3 separate regions of the Sus scrofa genome follow, and all the other regions are linked to region 2. Evidence: chromatin contacts called from public Hi-C data. All regions are on one chromosome and are shown on one strand. Each heading gives the region's core, a stretch centred on a gene start, on an enhancer-like site or on the middle of the called end of the contact. The rest is flanking DNA. Distances are from core to core; before and after follow the strand shown.

The links. A called contact is a pair of places that touch in the nucleus more often than the background predicts.
Region 1: a contact with region 2 is called in a Hi-C map of embryonic fibroblasts, with 2.0 times the contacts expected there. The contact joins the promoter of DDA1 here to the promoter of NR2F6 in region 2. A contact is called at or near these places in 1 of 5 promoter capture datasets (liver), 16 of 47 Hi-C or Micro-C datasets (alveolar macrophages, embryonic fibroblasts, epiblast stem cells and 9 more) and 2 of 2 datasets of contacts at active chromatin or transcription factors (alveolar macrophages and skeletal muscle).
Region 3: a Hi-C map of fetal liver shows a contact between it and region 2, with 1.7 times the contacts expected there. The contact joins the enhancer-like site here to the promoter of NR2F6 in region 2. A contact is called at or near these places in 2 of 47 Hi-C or Micro-C datasets (fetal liver and skeletal muscle).

Annotation. Positions count from the first base shown.
Region 1 is chr2:60,374,223-60,378,334 of Sscrofa11.1, reverse strand. DDA1 (DET1- and DDB1-associated protein 1) reads left to right here and starts at 1,349. Exons shown (of 5, transcript XM_021083567.1): 1 at 1,349-1,502. The coding sequence starts at 1,500. It overlaps MRPL34 (39S ribosomal protein L34, mitochondrial), which reads left to right. Exons shown (of 2, transcript XM_021083568.1): 2 at 1-431.
Region 2 is chr2:60,424,466-60,428,317 of Sscrofa11.1, reverse strand. It overlaps NR2F6 (nuclear receptor subfamily 2 group F member 6), which reads right to left and starts at 2,202. Exons shown (of 4, transcript XM_021083574.1): 1 at 1,264-2,202. The coding sequence starts at 1,556.
Region 3 is chr2:60,457,898-60,462,320 of Sscrofa11.1, reverse strand. MYO9B (unconventional myosin-IXb) reads left to right here. Exons shown (of 42, transcript XM_021083575.1): 34 at 419-611; 35 at 738-866; 36 at 1,121-1,226; 37 at 1,461-1,592; 38 at 3,050-3,173; 39 at 3,666-3,713; 40 at 4,059-4,201. Among named protein-coding and RNA genes, the nearest start is that of USE1, 6.0 kb to the right of the region's middle. Within about 2 kb of position 2,395, at least 4 of the 83 cell types and tissues checked have an H3K27ac peak or open chromatin away from gene starts, as enhancers often do. A contact at or near this core is called in fetal liver, where this site is marked.

The DNA of each region.
Region 1 (4,112 bases), core at 100-2,599, 49 kb after region 2:
GACGCTGCCGCCTGGACCCCTCATTAAATCATTTCCCTCGCTTAGCCTGTGGCTGTTTTTGTGGAGAGCTGGAGAGCAGGACGACTGGGATTCGGACGGACATGAATATCCCTCACATTGGCCCAGGGGAAGAAATCTGGTATTATACTGGAAAAAGGAGTGGAAGTCAGACCTTGCCCGGTGCTTTTTTACGCTTTTGAATTAGGAAGAATTTCGAACTTAACGCAACAGTCTAGTGACCAATTACCCACAACCCATCCTGCCCCCTCCTGAGATGCAAATCTCAGGCGTCAGATTATTCTGTAAATATTTCAGAAGGCACCTCTTCAAGATAAGGGCTCTTTAATACATATTCACAAAACTTTTCACAGCTGAAAAAAAGTTATCAGTTCTTTTAGTCATTGAAAGTCTAATAAATGTTCACATTTTCACTTGTGTTGTAAAATGTCGTGATTCCCACGGTTCTAGGAAGGCTTGTGGAGAGTTGGGAGGGATATGAACCCAACCACCTGCCCCTTGGGGATGGGCTATGTGACTTTGAGCAAGACCTTAACTCTCTGAGGCTTATCTGGCTTCTACAAAATCAGGTGCTCGTTTCTCCCTTGCTGTGTTGTTGCTGGAGTAATAATACTAACTTCCCCTTAGTAACCTGAGGAGTACTTCCTCAATAAATCCTTGTTCTGTCCAGGCTGTCAGGCTGGTGAGGAGTTGGGAGGTAGATTCGTACGCAGGCAGTTTGGACATAGTGGAGTCAGGGCTGGTAAGAGGGTGGTGAGGGCTATGGGGCCATGAGGAAGCACCCGACTTGGCATTGGGAAGAACACAGGGAAGGCTTCCAGGAAGAGATGGCAGGGTGTGGGAGGGCCGAAGGAAGGAGGGACTAGAGAGGGGTCAGCATAAAAGGTGGACGAATTTGGCTGGAGGGGCCCAGGATATGGGGCCGAGGAGGTGGGACTGAACCCTTGGGGTAATGAGGAGTCACGGGAAGTGTTCGAAGAAGAGTCTGGGTTGTCAGTTCAAAGATAATTCAAGCAGCTAGTGTGGAATAGCTTAGATATGCTGAAACCTAAGATTGGGACCCTGGGGAGGAGGCTGAGAGTGTCATGGTGGGTCCCCACCTCCGGGACCTCCAGGTGCCGCAGACTACAAATTCCAAGAGGCTTTGGGGGCAGCCTCCGCCCACTTCCGGAGTTCGCTGCCCCTCTCTTGCAATTCCCGGGCGGGGTTTTGCTCCCTCAACCGAACTTGACCACGAAGGGAGGAGGCGTGACGTCCAATGGGCGCGTGACTTAGTTAGATCAGGCCAATGGGAGCGCGCAAAGACCTTATAGCCTAGAGGCGGGGCTAGAGGGCGGACCAATGACGGACGGGCGGCCACACCATCAGTGTGGGCTGTGCGGTGGCTGGAAGTTACTGTGCGGCGGCGGCTAAGAAGGCGGCTGTGGTGGCGGCGGCGGCAGCAGAGACGGTGGCTGAGGAGGCGACGGAGGAAACAGAAGATGGTGAGGGTGGCTGCCGGGGCCGTACTCCCCCCTTCTCTTGACAAAATGGCGCCGCGGGCCCACCCACCCCCAGTAATCCCCCTGGCCCCTCACCGTCCTGCCTGGCCCCCTCTAGCCCGGCCCGCCCCTCCCTTTGACCCGTGCCCTTCGACCCCTAGACCCCTGCTGCGAGCTTCCTGCTGACCTCGCCCTGGCTCCATCTCCGACCCCTGACCCACCTAAGCTTTCAGGCCCTGACAAGTCATTCATTTCCGGGTCGCGGTCCCCCCGGAAATAGCCTAGGGGTGGGTATGGGGTCCCCCAAGACCCCCATCTCAGGTCCCGTTCTCCGCGCGGTAGGCCTGGGCTTTTCCAGTTTGAGAGGGCTTAGGAGGCCGGCCTGAGCGTCGGGGCGGGGAAGGGGCTTGATGCCTTGACGTGCGGGGCTTTGTCGCCAAAGGAAGTGCGACATCGCAAACTGCCCCAGTCCCCCGACCCCACCTCCAGATTTCTGCCCTGACCAGCTCTAAGAGGGAGTAACTTCGTCTCTCCAATCACCAGGCCCTACCTCTGTTAAATGGGGGTAGCAATAGTTCAGACCTCATACGATTGCGATAATTTAGGGAACTGACGTCTTAAAGAGCTTGGGATGGTGAACGCTCAACAGATGAGCTGGGTTACTCAGGGATGTTGACATCCCCTCTCAGCTGTCTCCTCATCTTGAAGTTGGGTTAATGCCAGCTCGTGGTTGGGAGGTTAAAATCCCCCCTGGGCCGCTCACTCATCCTGGGATTTGGGTCTGATGGTTCTTTGGGGTTTCCTGTCTCCACCTGTGAAGTGTGACACAGCCTCAGAGTTGGGTTGAAGCCCCCTCCGTTCCCCACACTACTTGACATCTTCAGGGCTGACAGGGGTAATGAAAGCTTTTGTCAGGGCAAGTCAAATCCCATTGGTCCTGGACTCAGGGTCCCAGCCCACAAGCCACAGTCCTTGGGGTGTGGTGGGGGATGGGCAAAAGAAGACTTCTTGTCACAAAGGGTATAGGAAACTGATAAGTGCATTCCTAGCACGTGGATCCCCAAGCCTGGGTGTTGTCCTTGATTCCTTGCTGCAGCCTCATTGCCCACGCCCAGACCATAGTGGGTTTTGTTGGCTCTGCCTCCAGAATGAATTCTAATTTTGTCCTTGGCTCCCCACCCTGGTCCAGGCACCTCTACCTCTCACCTGAACACCTGCTGCAGCCTCCTCCCTGGTCTCCTTCTCTCCATCCAGCCCCACTGGCAGTCCAGAACCAGAGGGAGTTTTTAAAGATGTCAGTCAGATTATACCACTTTCTAGCTTACAAAACACTCCAGGGGTTTCCTGTTGTAACCCCAATGAAACCCCAGCTCCCCCTCAGTCTCCAAGGTCCCTGCCCATCTCTGTGACCTCATCTTTTTACCCCCCACCCCCTTGAGCTTCAGCCACAGTGGCCTTGTTTTCACATTTTCACGCTCCAAGTCCCTGCCATCCCAGGGCCTTTGCACTCATTACTTCTTCTGCCTGGAATGCACCTTCTCCTGTGAACATCTCAGAATCCCCCATGTCTCTCCTCTCTCTGCACACCATTTCTTTTCCTCGTCTTGCTTTGGTTGGGTCACTGGCAGGCTGCCTACACAGGGACTGGCACACAGATAATCAGTGAGTGTTTGCTGAGGCAGTGGATGATAGCTTCTGGACCCAACTGTAGCTAGGATTTGTCTGGCTGAGTGAGGATTTCTCCCCGTTTCCAAGACCTTATTTTCCTGCTTAGCTGACAGGAAGTACTGGCCATACCCTGTCTTCATTCATTTATTCAGCACAGATTGATGCTAACAGCTGCCCTCAAGGGAGCTCTGTGCAGAGCTCTCTCCCTGTGTTGTCTTACTGAGACACAGAACAACCCTGGAAGGGGTCCCTGTTGTGGCCCTCGGTTCACAGCAGGGGTGGCCAGGCTGAGAAGTCACTTGTCCCAAGTCACACAGAGAGGGAAGGTCCCATCCAGAATTGAGTGCAGGCCCGGGGCTCCCGCATCTCTCACCACTCTGCCTCCAGGCCCCATGTGAACCCTGTCAGGGGCCCAGGGTTGAGCCAGCCTCACCCCGCCCTCTGCCTCAGGGAGGCAGATATGTAAACAGATGATTTCTTTGGGGTATGAATGTGGCTCTAGCAGAGGCTCCCAAGGTGTCAGGAGAGGGAAGGGGCAGGGGGTGTTTTGAGCTGGCTGGAGAGTTGGTGGGTGTTTTCCACGTGGAAAAAAGAGGGGCATTCCTGGAGGGTGGCACAGGCTGAGGAGTTGTGTGGCAGGAGACCAGCGTGTGCCAAGCTGAGCCCGGGCTGCGAAGGACTTTGGGTTGGGGCAGGGACCCCTCCTCTCCCTTCAGGTCTCAGGCTTGCATCTGGGCAGCACTCCCTATCCCTCAGACCAGCCAGCCTTCCCCACCCCCACCCCTGCTGTCATGGGCCTCACATGGCACCTTGTGGTGCCCTGTCCTCAGGCCACTGTGCATTCACTGCACAGCTCTTTGATCCACAGCCATGTCCCCAAACACTGGCTGCTTCCTGGGGCCGGGAATGGGTCTGCTGTGGCTTTCCACAATGCCCTGGTCCCTG
Region 2 (3,852 bases), core at 953-3,452:
ATTCCTGTTTCAGGTGCCTAGGGCCCCACCCAGTGGCCCTGCCAACAAGCCCTCCATCAGCAGCTCTCCCCGGGGACACCCTGACCCAAACTCTCCTGTCCCTCTTCCCAGCCCCACAGTCCCTGGTGCTAGGCCCCAACCGGGGCAGGGTCTCTTCCCGGATGATCCAGGACAGCCACCAAGGCGTTCCTGGGCCTCAGTTTCCCCTATCTAGAAAATGGGACTCTCAATACTGGCACCAGAGCCCAAGCAGGTTCCTGGAGGACACAGAGTAAAGGTTTAAAAATGGAGCCAAAGAAGGCTGACCAAAGAGTGGTAGGAAAGGGGGTCCTGGGCTGGACACCCAATGCCAGCAGCTTCTCCCCCAGACCTAGTGCCCATTATCAACCGGAGAAGCTAGCAAGGCCACGCCCTGTCAGTGGGGGCTCCAACTGAGGATAGCTCAGGGTTCCTAGGTTTCCCAGGGGAGGAAACATTCACCCCCCACCCTGTCTCAGAGCCCACCAAAGTTTCAGGGATTTTCCAGGAGCCCAGGTCTGCACCCATTTCTGGCTGGGGGGTGGGGCAGCCAAAATGTGGTCAAATCCAGCCGTCCTCCCTGACCTAGAGCAGCAGCTTCCAGTGACCCAAGGCCCAGGGTGAGCTCTGGGGGGTAGGGGGGGGTGTTCCCCCCTGATGGGCAGGTCCGACCCCAGAGCAGGGGCCCCCATGCAAAGGAAGCTGCTCTGTGCCACCCCGGTTTCACTACAGCCGCCACCTCAGTGGCCAGGGCGACTTTGGAAGTGATATTTGACCCCAAGGGCGCGCCGTATCGATCCGCGCGGATGCAGACAATGGCCCCTCGAAGCTGCCAGCTCCACAGTCCAAGTTCCACGTTCGATTCCCGCGGGGTCCCCCGCGCACCGAGATTCCCAAGGGAAGGGATGCCCTGCGGTTGGGGGCCCACTCCTGACAGCACCCCAACCCTCCCCGCACGGAGCTGGCCCTTCTCAGGAGAAAAAGAAGGGAGGGAGGAGGAGCAAGTAACTGGGGCGGAAGCCACAAGGGACCACCTGATGGGGGGACCTGCAACGATACAGCGCCGACTGTATACACAATCCCAGGAATGCAATGAAGAGGGGGAGAGGGAGCTGTGCCCCTATCTCAGAGGGGGAGTGGAGGCCCAGAGAAGGTCAGTGCCAGGCCCAAGGTGACCGAGCAGGTCAGAGGCCCGGCCCAGGCCGGGCCGGGTGCCCAGCGGCTGTGCGCTGATAGGGGGCTCACCGGCAGGTGTAGCTGAGGTTGCGGCGGATGCTCCGCTTGAAGAAGCTCTTGCAGCCCTCGCAGGTGAAGACGCCGTAGTGCTTGCCGCTCGACTTGTCCCCGCACACCACGCAGTCCACCTGCAGCCCCGGCCGCTCCTCGTCGCCCGGTTCAGCGTCGCTGGCAGCCCCGGGGGGTGAGGCCGAGTCTTCCTCCGCCGCGCGCGGGTAGCCGCCCGCCTTGTCCACGCCGTTCGTGTCGCCGCCGCCGCCGCCGCCGCCGGGGCCGCCCCAGCCGCCGGTCACCATGGCCATAGCCCCAGGGCAGCGGGGCCGGGGCGCCCCCTCCGCGCTCCTCCTTCGGGGCACCCCTTTCGGCCCGGGAGACCCTACCCGGTGCGCATCCGGCCCCGGCGCGCGGGGGGCACCCGACTGCACCCCCCAAAAAAGTTTTGCAGTAACTTCCTGCGGCCGGTCCGCGCGCCCGGGCGGAACTGGTCGGGCCGGTTCCAGGCCAACTTTCCCACGCGTGCGCGGGGCCGGGCCTGGGGCCGGGGGGGCAACTAGAGGTGCGGGCCGGGGGCCCCGGGGACTCGCGCCCCGGCGCCCTGGGGCCCCGGCGGGGGAGCACGGGCCATGGCCCGGCCCAGGCTGCGCAGGGGGCGCCCTCTGGCCCGGTTGCCGCTCGGCCGAGGGCTGCGGCCAACTTAGCGGGCTGCCATCCGAGCGCGGGAGGCCAGGGGGAAAGTTTGGCCGCAAGTTGCTCGGCCGCCCGCGGCGGGGGGGAGGGGCGGCGGGCACGCGCCGGGGCCGGTCACCGCGCCCCCTGAGGCCGTCGGGCCCCCGGGCGGCCGCTCCGGGCCTGCAGGGCCGCGGGCCGGCGCTTCCTGAGCTGCCGCCCCCGCTACGGCCGCGCCCGCCCGGCCTGGGCCTGCGCCTGGGCCCGAGCCTGGCTCTCGCCGCCGCCGCCGACCCCGCGCGCCGGCCTCGCGCTGCGGCCGGTTTGACACACAACGTTCCATTCGCGGGGCGGGCGGGGGGCGGGGGCGGGGGCAGGGGCGCGCGCCGCGGGCTGGGGGCGGGCGCTCGTTGCCCCGGCGACGACCGCCCTTATAAGGACATGGGTGGCCGTGCGCGGCGCCCGGCGCCCGGGCCGGCGGGAGGGGTGAGGGCGGAGCGCGGGGCCGCTCGGCCTGACCCTCCCCCTCCCCCTCCCACCCCATCCCACCCCCGCCCTCACCCCGCTCCAGCCTTAACCCCTGCCGGGCCGCGGCGGGAACCTGGGCGACTGCTGCCCTCTGCCCTTCCGCAGCCTCGACAAGATGTCTCTCTAAGGCCCTCCCCTCCACCTCCGGCCTTGGACGTTGCGTCGCTCTACCGCCCTCGAGGTGCCCCTCGGCACCACCCCCCTGCCTTCCCGGCATAAGCAATAATGGGGGGCCAGTTGCACGCGGGGGGCACGCCCCTGCGCAACACACACACACACACACACACACACACCCCGGGCATTTCTTTGCACAGTTGCATGATGGATTGTGTTTGCTTCCTCTTCCAGAAAGTCGCTGCGTCCGACCCCCACCCCACCCTTTCTCTGCTTGGGCTAACACCTGGTGCTCGGAATCTCCGGGGGGAAGGGATGTTGTGGTCTGCAGCCGGCGGGGGCATGAGGTCAGGGGCCCCCTTACCAGAATTTAAGGCCTCTGGGGGCAGGGCGCCACCCGCCCAGCCCAGCGAGGCTGGAAGCAACAGGAATGCCCACCACCCCTGCCGGGGGGCCTGCCCCTTTTCCCCTTTAATTTCCTTTTCTTTCTGTGCTTCACCGAAAGGGCCTGGCCAGGCAGCCGGCTGGACTACAGATGTCTCTTCCAGGGTCTCCAGAGCCTCCCAGCTGCCATTCTGCCTCCACGTCACCCACCAAGAAGACCCTGGGCTGTTGTGGCCAGCATTTATTAAGCACACTTTGTATGCCCCCTTGCCGTCCTGGGCAAGGAAGCCTGAGCCTCTGTTTCTGGGCCTGTTAACGTTTAACTGGCTGGAAAAGCCCTTCCTGCAGTGACCTTTCACCTTGGAGTCCTGCAGGTCCAGGCACCCAGCCTTATCTATCGCCCTGCCCTGGATTGAGCTGGACACCAGGACACGTGGCTGGGCCTCTGACGGCTGCTGGCAGGATAGCTGTGCCCTCTGCCTCCATGGACTCCTAATCCCTCTCCTTTCAGGAAGGGTCTTTGGAAAAAGGCATTCCCCTCTCCAGATGACATCTGGGGATACACACTCCATGGTCAGGGCAGGAGATACTTGGAGATCATACAGCACTAACCAGGACACCAAGGTTCTGGAGATGCCAGGCAGTACAATGGCCAAGCCCTGGGCCTCTGGACCTCCCTAGGGAGTCTGGCTGGGTGTGTGTGGTGGGGGAGGTTTCAGCAAGTACAGAAAGCAAGAAGGACTAGGATTAGACATGAGCAAGGACTTTCCATGGGTCTGACTAGAGTGGAATTCTCTGCAGGGTAAGGTGCTCTAGGAGAGAGGGACCAGGATGGTTAGAGAGGACCCTTTGGTTCTGGAGCTGCCTGGGAATCTGGGGGCACTGGTTGGGTATTTGGGGTGAGGA
Region 3 (4,423 bases), core at 1,146-3,645, 34 kb before region 2:
GTGCAAGGCCAAGGGGTGTCAGGTGAAGCACGGAGCTGGCAGGAGGGGCTGGTCCCGCAGCAGAGCACACCCAGGTCTTGTCAGGCATCCCCCAAGACAAAGGCTGGGCTTGTGTGTGCATCTCAGACCCTGGCCCCATTCCTCTCTCCTCCAGGAGAGGGCAGCTCCCGAGCCTGCACACAAGGGAGGTGGGGTTCTGAGGGCTGGGGCTGCAGCAAGAGCTAGGATCAGCTGCTCTTGAGGGGGCTATGGCGCTTCCCATGGAGACCCGCTGCCGGAGGTCATCAAGCAACCTCCACAGCCAGATGCCAGATGTTCAAGGGAGGGAGGGATGGAGGCCACAGAAGAGGGCCCGGGGTTGACAGGGAGGACAACCAGCTCAGGTCTCCACCCCCCACCCTGCTCCCCATCATTGCAGATCGAGCCAGGCACTGAGCCCGGCCACTTTGGAGTGTGCGTGGACAGCCTGACCAGCGACAAGGTCTCAGTGCCCATCGTGCTGGAGAAGCTTTTGGAACATGTGGAGATGCACGGCTTGTATACTGAGGGCCTCTATCGCAAGTCAGGTGCGGCCAATCGCACCAGAGAACTCCGGCAGGCATTGCAGACAGGTGGGTGCTGTGAGGAGGTGAGGGCTGTGGGCAGGTCAGTGTCAAGGGCAGGAGGGTGAAGCATGGGGCTCCAGGCCCAGCCCCCTGCCTTCCCCACACTCACCGCCCCCCCCACCCCGCCCACAGACCCCACAGCAGTCAAACTGGAGAACTTTCCTATCCACGCCATCACCGGGGTGCTCAAACAGTGGCTCCGAGAGCTGCCCGAGCCCCTCATGACCTTTGCCCAGTACGGTGACTTCCTCCGCGCCGTAGGTGAGTCCCACGGTGGCAGCAGGGGAGGAGGGGGGCAGGAGGTGGCTATCGGGGGTCAGAGCCTTAAGTATTTGCTCTGGCCAGTCAGGGAGGAGGGACCCGCATCACTCCAGCCGAGAAACCAAGGCCCGGGCTGGGGCCCTCTGTGCTTGCCACACACCCGTCCCAGGCTCAACCCAGTGGGAGGCTCCCCGGGGCCCTGGAGCCTGTCAGGGTGGGGCTGGCAGGTAGCTGACACCCCTGGGCCCTCCTAGAGCTGCCAGAGAAGCAAGAGCAGCTGGCCGCCATCTATGCCGTCTTGGAGCACCTGCCAGAAGCCAACCACAACTCCCTGGAACGGCTCATCTTTCACCTGGTCAAGCAAGTGCCTGTCCACCTACCTACCACCAGCTCTCCGTGGGGTGGGGTCCCAGCAGGAGCCTGGCCACAGTGTTCCCCAGGGCCGGCATTCTCTGGTGGCTTCATGCCAGGACATGAGCCCATATTGGGAGGGGGTCCACCAGGGGGCCCCCAGCTGTGCTGGCACCTTCCCCAGGCTCTGGATTCTTGTCTTGGGGCTCCCCAGCCACCCCCTGACTGCCACTTATTGCACAGGGTGGCCCTGCTCGAGGATGTGAACCGCATGTCACCCGGTGCGCTGGCCATCATCTTCGCACCCTGCCTCCTGCGCTGCCCAGACAACTCAGACCCACTGACCAGCATGAAAGACGTCCTCAAGATCACCACGTGAGTACCAGGACCAGCGGGCCTCCGCTCCCGCCATGCACTCAGGGCAGCCCCACCAGGGACCCCACATTAAACCGCAGAGCCCATGCCAGAACCCTCCAACGGCCTAGCCTCAGTAGTGTGTAAACACACCTGCAGAGAAAAGTCCCGAAGAATATACCCCGTTCACGATGGCCCCTGGAGGTGCCCTGAGCACTGGAGTCCTGGATGGGCTTCATTTGATCTCTCTACTCTGTTTTCTTTTCTAACAAACACACATGACTTTTGTCCTAAATGGAAATTCAAACAAAGCCTGGATGTGCGCTGTTTGCTGTGAGCAGCAAGCAGGGTTCTTCCGACAGACAAGGGACAAGGGGCAGCCCAGCCTCACAGTGGCATCATGGGGCTCACACAGTCCCAGACCCGGGGTGGGGGGAGATCTGGCAGCCTCTCTCCTCAAGCAGCAGGAGCGTCACTTGCAAGTTGGAGGGTGGAAAACCAAAAACAGGGGAAAATCCCTCGTTCCTTGCCACAGGGTGAGGGAGACAGTGAAGCCCCATGTTCCCAGTGTCAGAAAGCAATGAGAGCCAGCAGCAAACAGAAGTATGATCTCAAGTTTCCTTCTTCCCCTAAACAATCTTCAAAAGTTCTCAAAAGGTTCTTCAAAAGAACTCAAAAGGAGGTTAGCAGACATCCATCACTAAGAGGATATTATCTAGGCTGCACACTCTAAAAATAAGAACCTGTCACCCTAGGCAGTTTCAGGAGGCAAACACAGGAAGGCCTGACCTAGGCCCCCAGGCCACACGCTTTGAGAGTAATGAGCAGCAGCTGCTAGGCGGAGAGGAGGGGAGCCCAGAGTGTCCCTGACACTACCTGGGCTGTGGTGTGGTGTTGACAGATATGCTTTCAGCCTCTTTCAGCACATTCCATGGCCTTTTTTTCTTATGTGGTCACGACCGCCTCTCCATCCAGGCCGAGTCCATCCTGTCCCACCACACCCTCCCCGCCCTGGTACTGACCTCTCCAGGCTGAGTCTCCCTGGTATTGGCCACTCAGGCTGGCCCTGACCAAGGGACTTCTTGAGCCCTTGGGGCCAGCTGCCTGCAGCCCCTGGGATAAATCGCCCAGCCTCCCCACACCTTCTATACTTCTGTGAGATGGGATTGTCCCCACCCTGCAGGGTGACTGAAAGATCAATTCACTTTAATCCTCGGTACTGTACTTCCTCCTTCAGACAAGGAGGCTTGTTAAGACAGGGATCCAGGCTCAGAGAGGTGGGGTGAGCAGCACAAGGTCACACAGTGAGTGAAGTGGGGCCACAAGGGGAGCCACAGCCTTGTCCGCGGCCCTGCCTGACCTCTGGGTCTCTGCCTCAGCCACCCTGCCCCAGTCTCTGGCCAGCATCTCCCTAGACGGGGAAGAGGGGCCCTCGCGTTGGCCATCCCCCCAGGATAGCCGAATCGCCTTCTCCACAGGTGCGTGGAGATGCTGATCAAAGAACAGATGAGGAAGTACAAAGTGAAGATGGAGGAGATCAACCAACTGGAGGCTGCGGAGAGCATCGCCTCCCGAAGGCTCTCTCTCCTGAGACAAAACGCTGTGAGCAACGCAGGGCTGCGGCTCGGGTCGGGGGGGAGCCTTGTGGGAGGAGGCCGTGGGCGGGGTTTGGGCATAGGGCGTGGTGTCTCTTCTAATGCATACACTTGCAGCCACGTGTGGCCGTAGGCAGCCTGACCAGGAGCCTCATGGCAGCATAGTTAGGCGCTGATTCCTCACAGCCAAATGACCCCCGTCCTAGCTCAGTCTCTAAGCCAACTGCTCCTCTCAGCAGCAGGGGATTCTATCACCCACTTGGTGGTAATCCTGGTCATACTCCAGCCACATCCCCTGCAGACCTGGGCCCCGCCCACAGGGAAACGTTCCCACAGCAGAAATGGTCTTGCTTTCGGAGGTGGGTGGGGGAATAAAGGGCAGGCCCAGGCTCCTGTGGGAGGATCCCCTCCTTATCCCCGCAATCAGACATGGTGCATGCCCATGACTAGCACCTGGTCATGGCCCAGTGTGGTCACCCTCTCTTCATCTCTCCCCCAGCCATGGCCTCTCAAACTGGGGTTTTCGTCTCCCTATGAGGGGGTCCTGGTATGTACACATACGGCGGGTTCTAGTCGCATGTCTCCCGGTGCGGTGCATGCTGGGGTTCCCCTCCACCCCTAGGGTCTCTTAGGATAGGCCAAGTACATCCTAACCTTCCAGAAGTGCATGCTGGGGGAGGCCCATTGCCTGCTGACCACCTGTGCTGAAGATGACTAATCAGCCAAGTGCCGGTCACTCAGTCCCTGCATGATCCCGGGAGAAGCCTTACTAAGCGTAGCCGTCCGCGTCGGAACTAACCTCCCCTGGAGATGCACCGCCCTCTTTCCATCCACAAGCACTGAACCCCACCCACCTAGAGGGGCTGACCACACCTGCCGCTTTTCTTGGCAGATCAAGAATCCCAAGACCCGGATGAAAAGCAGCGGTGGCCTGGAGGAACTGGGGGTGCTGCCAGAGGAAGAAGCAGCTGGTGGTGACGAGGATCGAGAGAAGGAGATCCTAATCGAGCGGATCCAGTCCATCAAGGAGGAGAAGCAAGTGTCTCTCCGACCCCATGCCACCCTTCCAACCCCCATCCACTGGCCCCTCCACTATAGGGGATCTAGCTGTTAGGAGGCTGACGGGCTAGGCTTAGTCCTGTGGCCCAGTGCCCACGTCACGAGGTGTTCCTGTCCTAAAATACATCCTAGGGCTCTTTCCTGCTTGACCACAGAAAACAAGAATGGCCCATAGGGAGAGAAGGAACAACAGAGGAG